Regions from separate parts of the Canis lupus genome. Here regions 1 and 2 are each linked to region 3. The links are chromatin contacts, called in public Hi-C maps. All regions are on one chromosome and are shown on one strand. The core of a region is the stretch at or near the end of the contact, and the rest is flanking DNA. Distances in the headings are between cores, read along the strand shown.

What was found. Hi-C and Micro-C count contacts between places; a contact is called where the count stands out from the background.
Region 1: a Hi-C map of blood shows a contact between it and region 3, with 4 times the contacts expected there. The contact joins the promoter of DUSP5 here to the promoter of SMNDC1 in region 3. A contact is called at or near these places in 2 of 9 Hi-C or Micro-C datasets (both in blood).
Region 2: a contact with region 3 is called in a Hi-C map of blood, with 5 times the contacts expected there. The contact joins the promoter of SMC3 here to the promoter of SMNDC1 in region 3. A contact is called at or near these places in 4 of 9 Hi-C or Micro-C datasets (amygdala and blood).

What each region holds. Positions count from the first base shown.
Region 1 is chr28:22,054,625-22,058,552 of UU_Cfam_GSD_1.0, reverse strand. DUSP5 (dual specificity protein phosphatase 5) reads right to left here and starts at 1,887. Exons shown (of 4, transcript XM_038578769.1): 1 at 1,494-1,887. The coding sequence starts at 1,872. LOC102156502 (a long non-coding RNA gene) reads left to right here and starts at 2,260. Exons shown (of 7, transcript XR_005380600.1): 1 at 2,260-2,374; 2 at 2,629-2,760.
Region 2 is chr28:22,112,091-22,115,840 of UU_Cfam_GSD_1.0, reverse strand. SMC3 (structural maintenance of chromosomes protein 3) reads right to left here and starts at 1,640. Exons shown (of 29, transcript XM_038578770.1): 1 at 1,484-1,640; 2 at 468-543. The coding sequence starts at 1,498.
Region 3 is chr28:21,896,300-21,900,319 of UU_Cfam_GSD_1.0, reverse strand. SMNDC1 (survival of motor neuron-related-splicing factor 30) reads left to right here and starts at 2,192. Exons shown (of 6, transcript XM_038578766.1): 1 at 2,192-2,399; 2 at 3,619-3,738. The coding sequence starts at 3,619. It overlaps LOC102156445 (a long non-coding RNA gene), which reads right to left and starts at 2,463. Exons shown (of 5, transcript XR_005380585.1): 1 at 2,025-2,463.

The sequences.
Region 1 (3,928 bases), core at 638-3,137, 160 kb before region 3:
AGTCAGCGTGCCCCCCCCAACCCCCCCCCCCCCCCCCCCAGAGGGGTACGGAGCAGAGGCAGGACCCGGAGGGGTTTCCTGGAACATTTCTTTCATGCTACAGGGGAGGCAGTAGCTTTTCCTGTACCCATTACTAAGAACAGGACATAAAAACCACATCAGGAAGAGAAAGAAATCCCAGGCTAAGTGCAAAACTTCTGCAGAGCTGGGAGGGCATCTCTCCATCCCCTGCAAGCTGAGAAGATGACCATCTTCTGCTTGTCATCTCCCTAACAGGAATAAACAGGGGACAGTCTGTAAGAGGTGCTAATGGAGGTGGGGGCTGCGCGTGTGATCTCCTGGCCTAGAGTGTGTGAAATTCCCCAAACTGCATGGTTTTAAAACAGGGCCCTAATCCTCAGCTCACTGCATCCGAGTTCTGAACCACATTCCTGCTGTATCTCAAGGAGTGGGCAACAGGGTTGGCAGGGCCTTGGGGCACAGCTCGGCTGAACTCTCATCTCTGCACTGTGGACTAGGTCTTCTACACATCGGAGATTACAAAGAACTCAAGACAAGGCGCGAGAAGTCATAGGAAGGGATCCAGAAATCAAAGCTCCGTAGTCTGAAAGTAAGTCACCTGCTCACTACAAGGGTCAGAAGTCAAAGTCCTCTCTCCAGCAGGTGTAATGGGCGGACTGGTGGGGCACCTCCTGGGGCGACTCAGACCAAAGGCGACGGAGTCCCTTTGGCCACCAGCCCGCTACGCCTCTCCCAAATCCTGGCTCCCGGCCGGCCGCCCCCCAACCCCTGGCAGCCGTCAGGGAGCCGGCCCCGGGGATGACCTGGGGGCCAGGGGGCGGGGGGCAGTTAAGGGAAGGGGTAAGAAGAGCGGGAAGGCTGTCGGTTCCAAATGGAGCTAGAGAAAGACCTGGGAGGGGAGACGGGAAGGCCGGAGGAAAACAATAAAAAGCAGTAAAATGCAGTGGAAAGGAAGGGGAGGGGCTGGCCAGGGTCAAAAAGGCAAGAGGGGTCGGCGAAGACTGCCCAGCACACGTTAACCGTCCAGGCGGGAGGAAGGGGGCGCCGCGGCGCCACGCTCCGGGGGCGGGGGGTTGGGGGCGCGACCCGCTGATCCCGCCAGATCAGTCCCGGAGCAGGGCTCGGAGCCCCGGCCCCCGCGAGGGCGGCTAAGCCGGCGAGGCTGGGCGCGCGCGGCACGAGCCGACGGCCCCCTCCGCGGGACCCCCCCCCCCCCGCCCCGGGCCGACCGGCTGCCCGGAGCTTTCGAGGAACGCGGGTGGGAGGGCGAGGCTGCGAGGCTGGCGCGGGCAGCGGCCTCCCCGGCGCACGTCAGCCCCGGGTGCGGACTTCGGGAGGCGGCGACGCCCGGGGCGGGGGTGGCGGGGGTGGCGGGGGGCGCGCCGCACGAGGAGCGCACGGGAGCCCCCCAACCCCCCGGGCCGGGCGGGGGCGGGGGCGGGGGCGCGGGCCGGGCGCCCCGACGCGCTCACCTTTGAGGAAGTAGACCCGCGGCCCGGCGGGCAGGCAGGCGAGCAGCGAGGTGAGCACGACGCGCGCGGCGCTCTCCTCGCGCAGCTTCTGCCAGTGGCGGCTGCCCTGGTCCAGCACCACCACGGCCGCCACGCCGCCGCCGCCCTCCTGCAGCAGCCGCGCGCGCGCCGCCTCGTCGGGCAGCACGTAGCGCGCAGACACCGCGCCGCCGCGGGCCCGCCGCAGCACCACCGAGTTGAGGTTGACGTTGAGCGAGCCGCGCACGCTGGAGGCGGCGAAGGCCAGGTAGGGCCGGCAGTCGAGCACCACGCAGCGCGCCGCCGCCTCCTTGCGGAGCATCTTGCGCAGCTGGCGCCCGTCGAGCGACGTGACCTTCATGCCGCGCGCCCCGCAGGTGCCCCCGGCCGGGGCCCGCCGGCGAGGCACGGGAGGCCCGCGAGGCTGCGAGGCTGCGAGGCTGCGAGGCTGCGAGGCTGCGAGGCTGCGGCCGCTCCACCGACCGCCCGAGCCCGGCGCCGGAGCCGGAGCCGGAGCCGGAGCGGCCGCGCGGCTCTTCTTTCCCGCCCCGCACGCTCGGCAGCCGGCCCGGCCACTCGCCGCCCCAGAAGCCGGGGATTCCGCCGGCAGCGCCGCGTTTTATGTGAATGAGTGAGCGCCCCGTGACGCGGCTGCCCATATAAGGCCGGAGGGGGCCTCGCCCCGCCCCCGGCGTCTGGCCCCGCCCCGGGGAGCGAGCCGGAGGCGTGGGGCGGGCGCGCCCTTAGTCAGCCGGCGAGGGAGGAAGTGGAAGGCGCCTCCCTCGGCCCTGCGGCCGGCGCGGGCACACTCACTCGCGCATCACCCGGGCCGCCGCCGCTGTCAGGAGCGCCGCGAGGCCGAGGTGACCCACGCTGTGCGGGAAGAGGGGGCGGCGGGGGAGGCAGGGCCTGGCGCCGCGCGATCCGCCTCCGAGGCTCCCAGACGCGGGGGCCGAGGCTGCTGGGGGCCGAGCCGGGCGCGGAGCGAGCCGGGGCCGAGGGCAGCCCCCCCTCCCCCCCCCCCCCCGCCGCCTGTGCCCGCGGGGCAGCCGGTGCGGGAGCCTGGGCTTCCCCGAGGCCTGACGCGGGAACGACGTGCTTCGCGCTTCGCCTCTAGGGATGAGCTATGGAAGACTCCAGATTGGGTTTGCGTCGGTGACCGGTGGAGTGCAGGCACGGCCACCGTCTGCTGGGCTCCTTACACTGTTTTCTCCACGTTTCTGTGTGCTTGACGTTTTCTGTAATAAAGGTAACCTCGGGGATCCCCGGGTGGCTCAGCGGTTCAGCGCCTGCCTTCGGCCCGGGGCCTGATCCTGGGGTCCCGGGTTCGAGTCCCGCGTCGGGCTCCCTGCGTGGAGCCTGCGTCTCCTCCTGTGTCTCTCATGAATAAATAAAATCTTAAAAAAGAATAAAATAAAGGCAACCTCAAAGTCAAAATGGAGAGAAGAGCCAGCAGTTTATCTCCCCAAATGGATTCTGCCCTCAAAGGATGGGCAGTCCTTTTTTCTCTGTAACACTTCAACAATAATGAGAATAATTGTTTTTTATATTTTATTTTTTTTTATTTTTGAGGAGCCGTCTTCTGGCCCCTGGAAAATCTATCACGGAATCGGCTGCAGCGTCAACATGCATCCGTTGACGGAGCTCAGTCCAGGCAACTGTCCAGGTGGCTTCTGGATTTGGGGGATTATCTGTGGATCAAGCCTAATCCCAGGCTGTCTGCTCCCCAGCAGTCCCCAGCAGCTTCAGGCTTCCCATCCCCAATCTTGGTGAACGGGGCACGTTCACCCATTCAGCAGGCATTCATTGAGGGCCAGCTTCGTGCCAGGGCTCCGCTGGCTGCAGGAACAGGTGTGAGGGAACCTGCCTCTACTCTCCAGCTTGGAGACCCACCATTTTCGTTTTATTAGCTGGAGCAGGGAGGGAGCTGCTCAGTACAAAACAGCCTGCTTCCACGAAAAAGGTGCTTGTTTACTAGACACAGGAGAATGAGGTTTCTAGAAGGAAGCAGAGATCAAATTCTGAAATCAAATGCAATCAAACCGGACGCTAGATAGTTGTTATTGGGTCACAGCTGCATTCAATCTGAGCACTGTCCTGGCCCTGCCCCTGGAGCCCTAAGGAAGATGTGATGTGGGGGGGGGGTCTCTCTTTGGGGTTATTCCTGCCAGCCTTCCCTGCAGTTTGCACCTGCCTCCAGTGTCACCAGCAACATCCACCACCAGATGTTTCAGCCCAGAGCCACACATGTATGGAGCACCCACATGGCCCAGCTCCATGTTGGGTGCTGGACACCCGAGTGAGCAAGACTGGTTGCCCCCAGCCCAGAGAGGAGGCTTGGCACAGCCACAGGCCTCTTTAAGGTCCTGCAGTCCGTATGGAATAGCATCCAGGGTGTGGGGAGTGGGGGGACCTGA
Region 2 (3,750 bases), core at 391-2,890, 220 kb before region 3:
GCTACCCAAATAAGAATGAGTAACTAGTGATTATCTTATGCAAATATTTTATTTTTATTTTATTTTTATATTTTTTTAAATTTTTATTTATTTGATAGCCACAGAGAGAGAGAGAGAGAGAGAGAGGCAGAGACACAGGCAGAGGGAGAAGCAGGCTCCATGCACCAGGAGCCCAACGCGGGATTCGATCCCGGGTCTCCAGGATCGCGCCCTGGGCCAAAGGCAGGTTCCAAACCGCTGTGCCACCCAGGGATCCCTTATGCAAATATTTTAATGTATAAAATAAGCAAACCATCAGTGCTGATAGACATGTTATGTCATATACAAAAAACATGTATTTACTTATGTCATACTCCAAGCCAATTCCTCTTTTCTTAAACCTAAAAGGACAGAATTTTTTTTTTTAAGGACAGAATTTAAATGGTTCTACACCTATAAATCTGAAGTTGTAAGCCATGGATACTTACCAATGACATTATGTTTTGAGCTGAAGGGATCTACAATTGTTTGATCTCTGTAACTCCGAAAACCCTGGATGATAACCTGATAAATAAAAAAAGGCACTTTTCAGGGAACATATACTAAAAGAAGTAACTCCTAAACTAACGTTTCTCCTCGGCACTTCTCTCTTTCTGGCTTCTCCCCTAATGCAAGATAGAAAACTTTCAATTTCATGTAAGAGAAACTCATTCTGGAAAGTGGGGATTAAAAATCCTACAAAAAAACAAAAAACAAAAACACCTGCCGGTTTACTGGTAACCACTGGCACTGTTGGAAACTGTGTCAAGCAGGCGCGCTGGGCTGGCCCCAGTTTTCTTATCCAAAGCGTTTCCCTCAGACTCACTAGCCAAAAAACAAAAACAAAAAAAAAAAAAAAAGCAGACGTTCCAAGAAAGGGATGCTTAAGAGTCCAACACATCCCACAGAGAAACTTCTCCAAGAGCGTGAAGGGCTCGTCTCCGCGGTGGACTGCAGCGCGGGAAGACCACATTTTGACAGAAGTACACAAGTGGACGAGGTGGCGCTACACCTTCCGCGAGGGGGGGCGTCCCCTTCGCGTCTCCCGCAATTCGAGGACAAAGACCCGCGGCTAGGCTGACACCCCAACCCGAGCCGCCCCCCCACCCCCGGCCGAGCAGCGCCGCGGGGCTGAGGCGAGGAGACCACCGCTTCACGCGCCCCCGCCGCGGCCCCCAGCCAGCTCGGCGCCCTCGAGCCCGCCCGCCCTCCAATCCTCCTGGAGCGCCCGCCTCCTCAGGGGAGCGCCCCGCGAGGCGGCCCGCGCTGCAGACCCGCGCCCCAGTTCTCAGGGCCCCGCGTCGCGGGGCGGGGCCTCTCCCCTCCCCCGCAGCCCGCGTTCAGCTCGGGGTCCGCCCTGCCGGGAGGCGGGAGGCGACAGGCCCCGGTCGCCCCGCGACACCCCCGCCTCACGGAGCGGCCCTCCGAGGCCCGTGACGGGGCGGGCGGGACGCACGGACCTCACCTGCTTTATGTACATGATTCCGCGCCCCTCGCCGGGGAGGACTCCTCCGGAGAAGCGACAGCGCGGTCGTGGGGTCCAGTGAGACGCCTACGAGACCCCTCCCCCAAGGCGCCGCTCGCCCCGCTCCAGCCAAACAAAATGGCGGCGCCCGTGGAGGCGGAGTCCGCGCCTTGGGCGGAACCATTCTCTCGGCCCCTACAGAGCGTAGGGGGCGTCGGGGTCTGGTCTTCTCTTTCTTTTTGTCCAAAGGAGCCTTACACGGCGTCCCTAAGTGGATTTCATTTGATTGTTGAGTCTGTAGCTGAAATTCTCCTGAAAATTAGTCGGAAGCTTCGTTCGGAAAAGCCTTGTGCGTGAGGTTGGCCCGTGTTCCCTCCGAGCGCGGAGCCAATGGTTGCGTCCACAAGGGGCGAAAGGTTCGGCGCCAAAGGCAAGAGTGAGAGCCCGAGAGCCAATAGCGGGGCTTGCCGGTGGCCACGTGACCTCGGGCTGTTTAAAAACGCGCACCCGGCGCGGCTCTTGCAACCTGCAGGGTCTCGGAGACCCGGGGGCGGCGGCCGGTCTCTCTCCGCGCTCTCTGGGGGTTTATGTGAACCTAGAATGGCCTCCCCGGCTCGGAGCGCACTCGCAGCGCAGCCCGGAAGGGACGTGTCGCTCGAAAATGTGTTGTAATACTGTGAAAATTAATAGCCTGGACTTCTTCCTTTCTTCTGCTGAAAATCTAGGCAGATTTGGACAATTGCAACAAAAAGATTTAGATAAGAATAAAAGCTTTTTTATTTTCTTTAACAGCCTGAAAGATGGTGCTAGCAGCGCCGTTTAGATCTAATCTGATCACTTTTAGGAAGGAAAAAACTTTAGTTAGAAATTGGATCTCTGGGCCGCTGTAAAATTACCTGCCCCTTAAGTCAGTCGATCTTTGCTGCCCCTCCCGCTGCTGTGAGCTGTTCCAGCCCTAATTATTTCTAGATTGAACTGTTTTTAATGACCTGCTAACTTCATCCTTTTCACCCTTGGTGCTGGCAAGGTCAAATCCTTTGCAGCTCTTGGAGTTTAAAAAAAGAAAAAGAAAAAAATCCCTCAAACATTTCTCTGGGATTAGTGTCTCTACAGTGTCAATTTCTGTGGGATTGGAGGCATATTAATAATTAAAGTTGAAAGCCTCCATTTCCTATTCCATAACATAAGGATGATAAAAATCACTTCATTTTTAGAATTAAAAATGGGACGTATAAAATAATTCTATTTACTCAAATTATAGAGATGTATGCCCCTGAGACTTCTATGAAATTGCAGTCTGGCTGACATCTTGTAATGAGACCTGGGGAGAGGACCTGGTTATGCTGTTACCCAGGCTTCTGACCCTGCTTCAAAAAATTCTGAGGCTGTAGACCTTTCAGAAAAATTCAACCTGGTTTACAGTATCTGGAGCAATAAAGACTCCAAGGACAGTGAAGGTGAAGTATAGGGCAGGGACTAAGTACACATATGATAAAGACCCTGGAGGTCATAGTTTCTCATCCTCCTCTTGATACTCCTTCCATTGTTAAGACAGTCCAAAATAAAGCCCTATCTCTAAGCTATTTTCAGTTCACAATCTTTTATCATCCCTGGAAGGGATCACAAATGATTTTATCTCTAAGTTACTTCTCCAAACCTCTTAAAAAAGACTTTTTAAAAAATGTGTGCCCTACCTATCTTCATTCTTAGGGTGGACAGATTTTCCATGGGTACCTCCCAGTCCAGTGATCAGGAAGGAAATATCTCATTATCACTCCTTTTATATTCAATTCTTATGGTCCCCAAGAGATAGAACTGGCACAGCAGACGTGATCCCAAAGTATAGTTTTCTCTTGGTGACTCCTGGTACCGTCAGGTCCCAAATCACCTAAGAGAAAACCTAGAAAATTCTCATCCATGCAAAATAGAACTATACCATTTGTGGGAAGATGAGACTCACAAAAGAAATACAAAAGTTTTTATTACTTCCTTCATAGATATATAGGAGATATTGCAAAACTTTTTGGGGGAAGCTTAGGGGAACTTCGGAGGAAGCCTTTTCAGATATCAAGTCCCAAAAGCCAAGATTAAGCCCTTATACCTCATAGGAAGTAAGGATCTTCATCCCTGTACTGGATGATGTTGGGGAAATTGTCATTATTGGAAAAACTCATTCAAAAACAACTGCCTGAAAAATTGCCAATAACCTTCACTTTGCTTCCCTATGTGTGTATCTTTATGCCATGGTAATCTTCGTGTTTTTATTT
Region 3 (4,020 bases), core at 943-3,442:
ATGAAAACTAAAATTAAAACTATATTGTTTTTCTCCCACCAAATATAAGCTATGTTGTACATAGTGAGAGACTAAGAGCAATCCTGAAAACAAAAGCTATCAAGATGATATATAAATTCATACAGGAGCTTATAATAAATATTCTCCTATTTTCTGATCTGGAGAGGGTTCACTAGAGTTCTCTTATTTGAGGGGTGCCTGGCTGGCTCAGTCAGAAGAACATGCAGTTCTCGATCTCAGGATCATGAGTTCAGCCTCACAGTGTGTAGAGATTACTTAAGTAAAGCTTAGAAAAGAAAAAAAAGGTTCTCTTAAAGATTTTTACACAACTGCAAAGTTTACTTTATATTCAAGGAAGATCCTTCCGGCATTAGTTCTTCAAATACACAATTAGAATTAGAATAAGAGCAATTGTTACAAACTACATTATATTTGAAACCAATTTCCACTATGTTAAGGAAGTATATCCTTTCTCAGCGGTCTTCCCTCTTAATTCTAGCTACACACTACTGCCCCCTGCAGCATCTCCAATTCTTCCAAATTGCCACCCCGGTTATCACAAACCTAGTTTCCATCTCTATTAAATATCTCAGTAAAAGGGATAGGTGTCTGTAGAGAAGAAAAGGGAAGGCCCCCTCAAAGAAGCAAGAAGGAGCTAGAGCAAGATGTCCCAGTCCAAAAAAGCCCATCTGAGGAGGGCTTTCTTAAGGGTCCAGCAACAGCCCCCAGAGGGTCTTTCTAGCATTCATAAAGCCTGTCTCCCAAGATTCTTGGATTTTTAATTGGAAAAAATAGTATACGTAAGGGTAAAAATTTAGAAAGGGTAAAGTGAAAAAGATAATCAGTGAAAACATTTGGCTTAGGGGACCCCTGGGTGGCTCAGCGGTTTAGAGCCTGCCTTCGGGGCAGGGCGTGATCCTGGAGTCCCGGGAGCGAGTCCCACGTCGGGCTCCCTGCATGGAGCCTGCTTCTCCCTCTGCCTGTGTCTCTGCCTCTCTCTCATGAATAAATAAATAAAATCTTAAAAAAAAAAAAAAGATAACATTTGGCTTCTACTCCGAATCCCTAGATAGGTTTATGTGTATAGAAAAAATATGTATTATTACAAACATGTTTCTTTTTAAACAAAAATGAAAATACATCACTCTGCTTACCATTCAAGACAAGAACTTGAACTAGGGGTGGTGGAAGGGGAGGGGGGCGGGGGGTGGGGTGACTGGGTGGGGGGCACTGAGGGGGGCACTTGACGGGATGAACACTGGGTGTTATTCTGTATGTTGGCAAATTGAACACCAATAAAAAATAAATCTATTATTAAAAAAAGACAAGAACTTGGGAGATTGCCCCCTATCCCGCGAGATTAACCTACATTATTTATTTATTTACTCATTCAAGAGACAGAGAGAGAGAGAGAGGCAGAGACACAGGCAGAGGGAGAAGCAGGCTCCATGCACCGGGAGCCCGACGCGGGACTCGATCCCGGGACTCCAGGATCACGCCCTGGGCTGAAGGCAGACGCCCAGCCGCTGAGCCACCCTTGCGTCCCCCTATGTAATCTATTAAAAGCAAGTCAGTTCAAACAAAATAGGTTTTAAATCAATCAACCTTCTCTCCAATAGGTCCTGCCACAACTTAATTAGCTTTTTGTTGTTACTGAGCCTTATTATCATATAATGCGATGGCTCTGAGGCTTGAGCGGACGCTGGTATCACCTGGAGCGCTTGTTAAAACAGGCTGCTGAGACCCCTCGGATTTCTAATTCAGGAAGTCTGGGGCGGGCGCTGAGACTCCGCGCTCGTAATAAGTTACCAGACACGATGCGGAGGTTGCGGGGACCACACTTTGCGACCCAACCGCCACCATGCACGCTGCGCTAAACTCCGTCCCTCCCACCTCCCAGCACCACTCGTCTAAGAAGGCACACGCGATTATCCTCTCGGGAACTTCAGGAAGGGCGCACCGGTACCTACTCCTAAATAAGCCAAGGACTCTGCACGCGCAGCAGAAATTAGGATGAGACAAACCTACATCCGGCGCCTGGCGCAGCCAAGCTACGCCATTTCCTTTCTGCGAAGCTCCGCCCACTCCGCGTCTCTAACGCGAGTAAAGGTGGGCGGCGCAGAGAAAGCTGGGAATCACGTGAGGAGGTGACGTCTCGCGAGGCTTTTAACCTCTCGCGAGGCTTGATCCGTTCTGTCTTTTCCTCCTTCTAGTGCCCGGCTTTTTCCCCTCCCCCTCGTCGCTGACCAAGTTCTTCCTTTTCAGACCGAGTCGCCTTGTTGTTGCCGCGGAGATTTTTTTTTTTTTTCCTGCTGCTGCCGCCGCCGTCGCCGCCGCCACCACCACTGGGCTCCTTTGCCCCGACCCTCTCCTGCGCCCTGCCCCCAGCCCCACCCAAGGTAACGAAGCCGATGAGGGAAGAGAGCAGGGCCTCGCCGGGCCTGGGCCTCGGGTCGGAGCAGAGGCCTGAGGCCGGGGAGCGGGCGGGCCGCGCCGGAGAGGCTTGGGCAGCCGGCTAGAATCCCAGGGGCCCGGCCCCCCTCCCACCCGGGGTTGGGCCGGGCTGGGCCGGGCTGGGAGCTGCGTGCGGCGGCGGCGACGGGGGCCAAGCGGGGAGCCGGTCGGGTGGGGTGGGGACGCGGGAGGCCTCCGGAGGACGCCCTCAGCCTTCCTGCGGGGCGCCTTGCGGGTAGGAGGCTCCGGCGCCGCCGGGGGCCGCTCCGGTTGTGTTTTCGGTTTCCCTGGAGCTTGTGTTTGGATTTGGAGGTCTGAAGTCCTCGAGCGGTTGTGGCGGGCTTGCTCTCGCCCCTTTGGAGCCCTTCCAGATTCCAGGCTGTGCTGGACGGGAACTGGAAGGCAAGGGTCCTCGGAAACCCCGCGTGATTGCTTTATGCACCGAGAAGGGATTCTCGTGTCGTATTTTCCGGAGGAGAATGAGCCCGGTGGGTGAAAAAGGCACGCTCCTTAGAAAGCCTAAGCGGGACCGTGTTCGTGCCGTTTCTTTAGTGAAGGAGCTGCATCGGCGATATTTAAGTGACCGGGTGAAACATTTTTTTGCTCTGGAGAGAGGTTCTAAACACACTCCTATCTCACGGAGGGAGTATTATTTATGTAGTTAATCCAAAAGCCATTTCTGTTTTGTTTTGGATGTAGTATTGAGTGCTTAAAAACACTTTATCAAGTCTCCACTCTTCAACAGATTAGTGCTTTTTTTTTTCTTTTCTTTTTCTTTTTTTTTTTTTTTTTTTGGTAAAGCTGTAACACCAAACAAACAAACATAAAAGAGCCAAATAGAGTGTCCTCCCTGTTACAGAAGTTTAAAGAAAATTGGAAATTATCCTTCTCCCTTTTGTCTTAGCTCTTGTTTTCTGTTTCTGTGTGGAATTTATTGGACGTGTTTATAAACTGTGGAATCCATTGCCCTGAAGCTTGGGTTTGACTCCCAGCTCTTCTCATAATTAAGAGTAAAGGTAATGGTAATAAGTTAAGCTGCAACAATGAATTACATTGAGGAGCAAAACTGGTAAGGATGAAGGCAGGCAGACAGGGAAATTATTATTTTTTTTTTATGGTGCTTTTGGTTCAGTTTTCATGATCTTACTCTTTTATTTTCCCCAGATGTCAGAAGATCTAGCAAAGCAGTTGGCAAGCTACAAAGCTCAACTCCAGCAAGTTGAAGCTGCATTGTCTGGAAATGGAGAAAATGAAGATTTGCTAAAATTAAAGAAAGACTTACAGGTAAGTATAAGAGGACACTAATAGTTACATTGCTTGGAAAAACTATTCTTTTTCAAATGATCTTATTACTTAGAATCCAAAGCACCATTTGGAGGGGGATATTTCCTCTCCTACTCTCCCTTGTGTGTACATGTGTGTATGTACATAGGCATTTATGGCTCATAGAAGTAGGGTTGCTTCCTCTGTTACAGACCTCAAAATGAGTAAAGCGTTGTTCTGTTATGTAAATCTTGTGTGTTGATTTAACTTAAAAGAGTTGGTTTTAGAATTTTGTCAAACCTT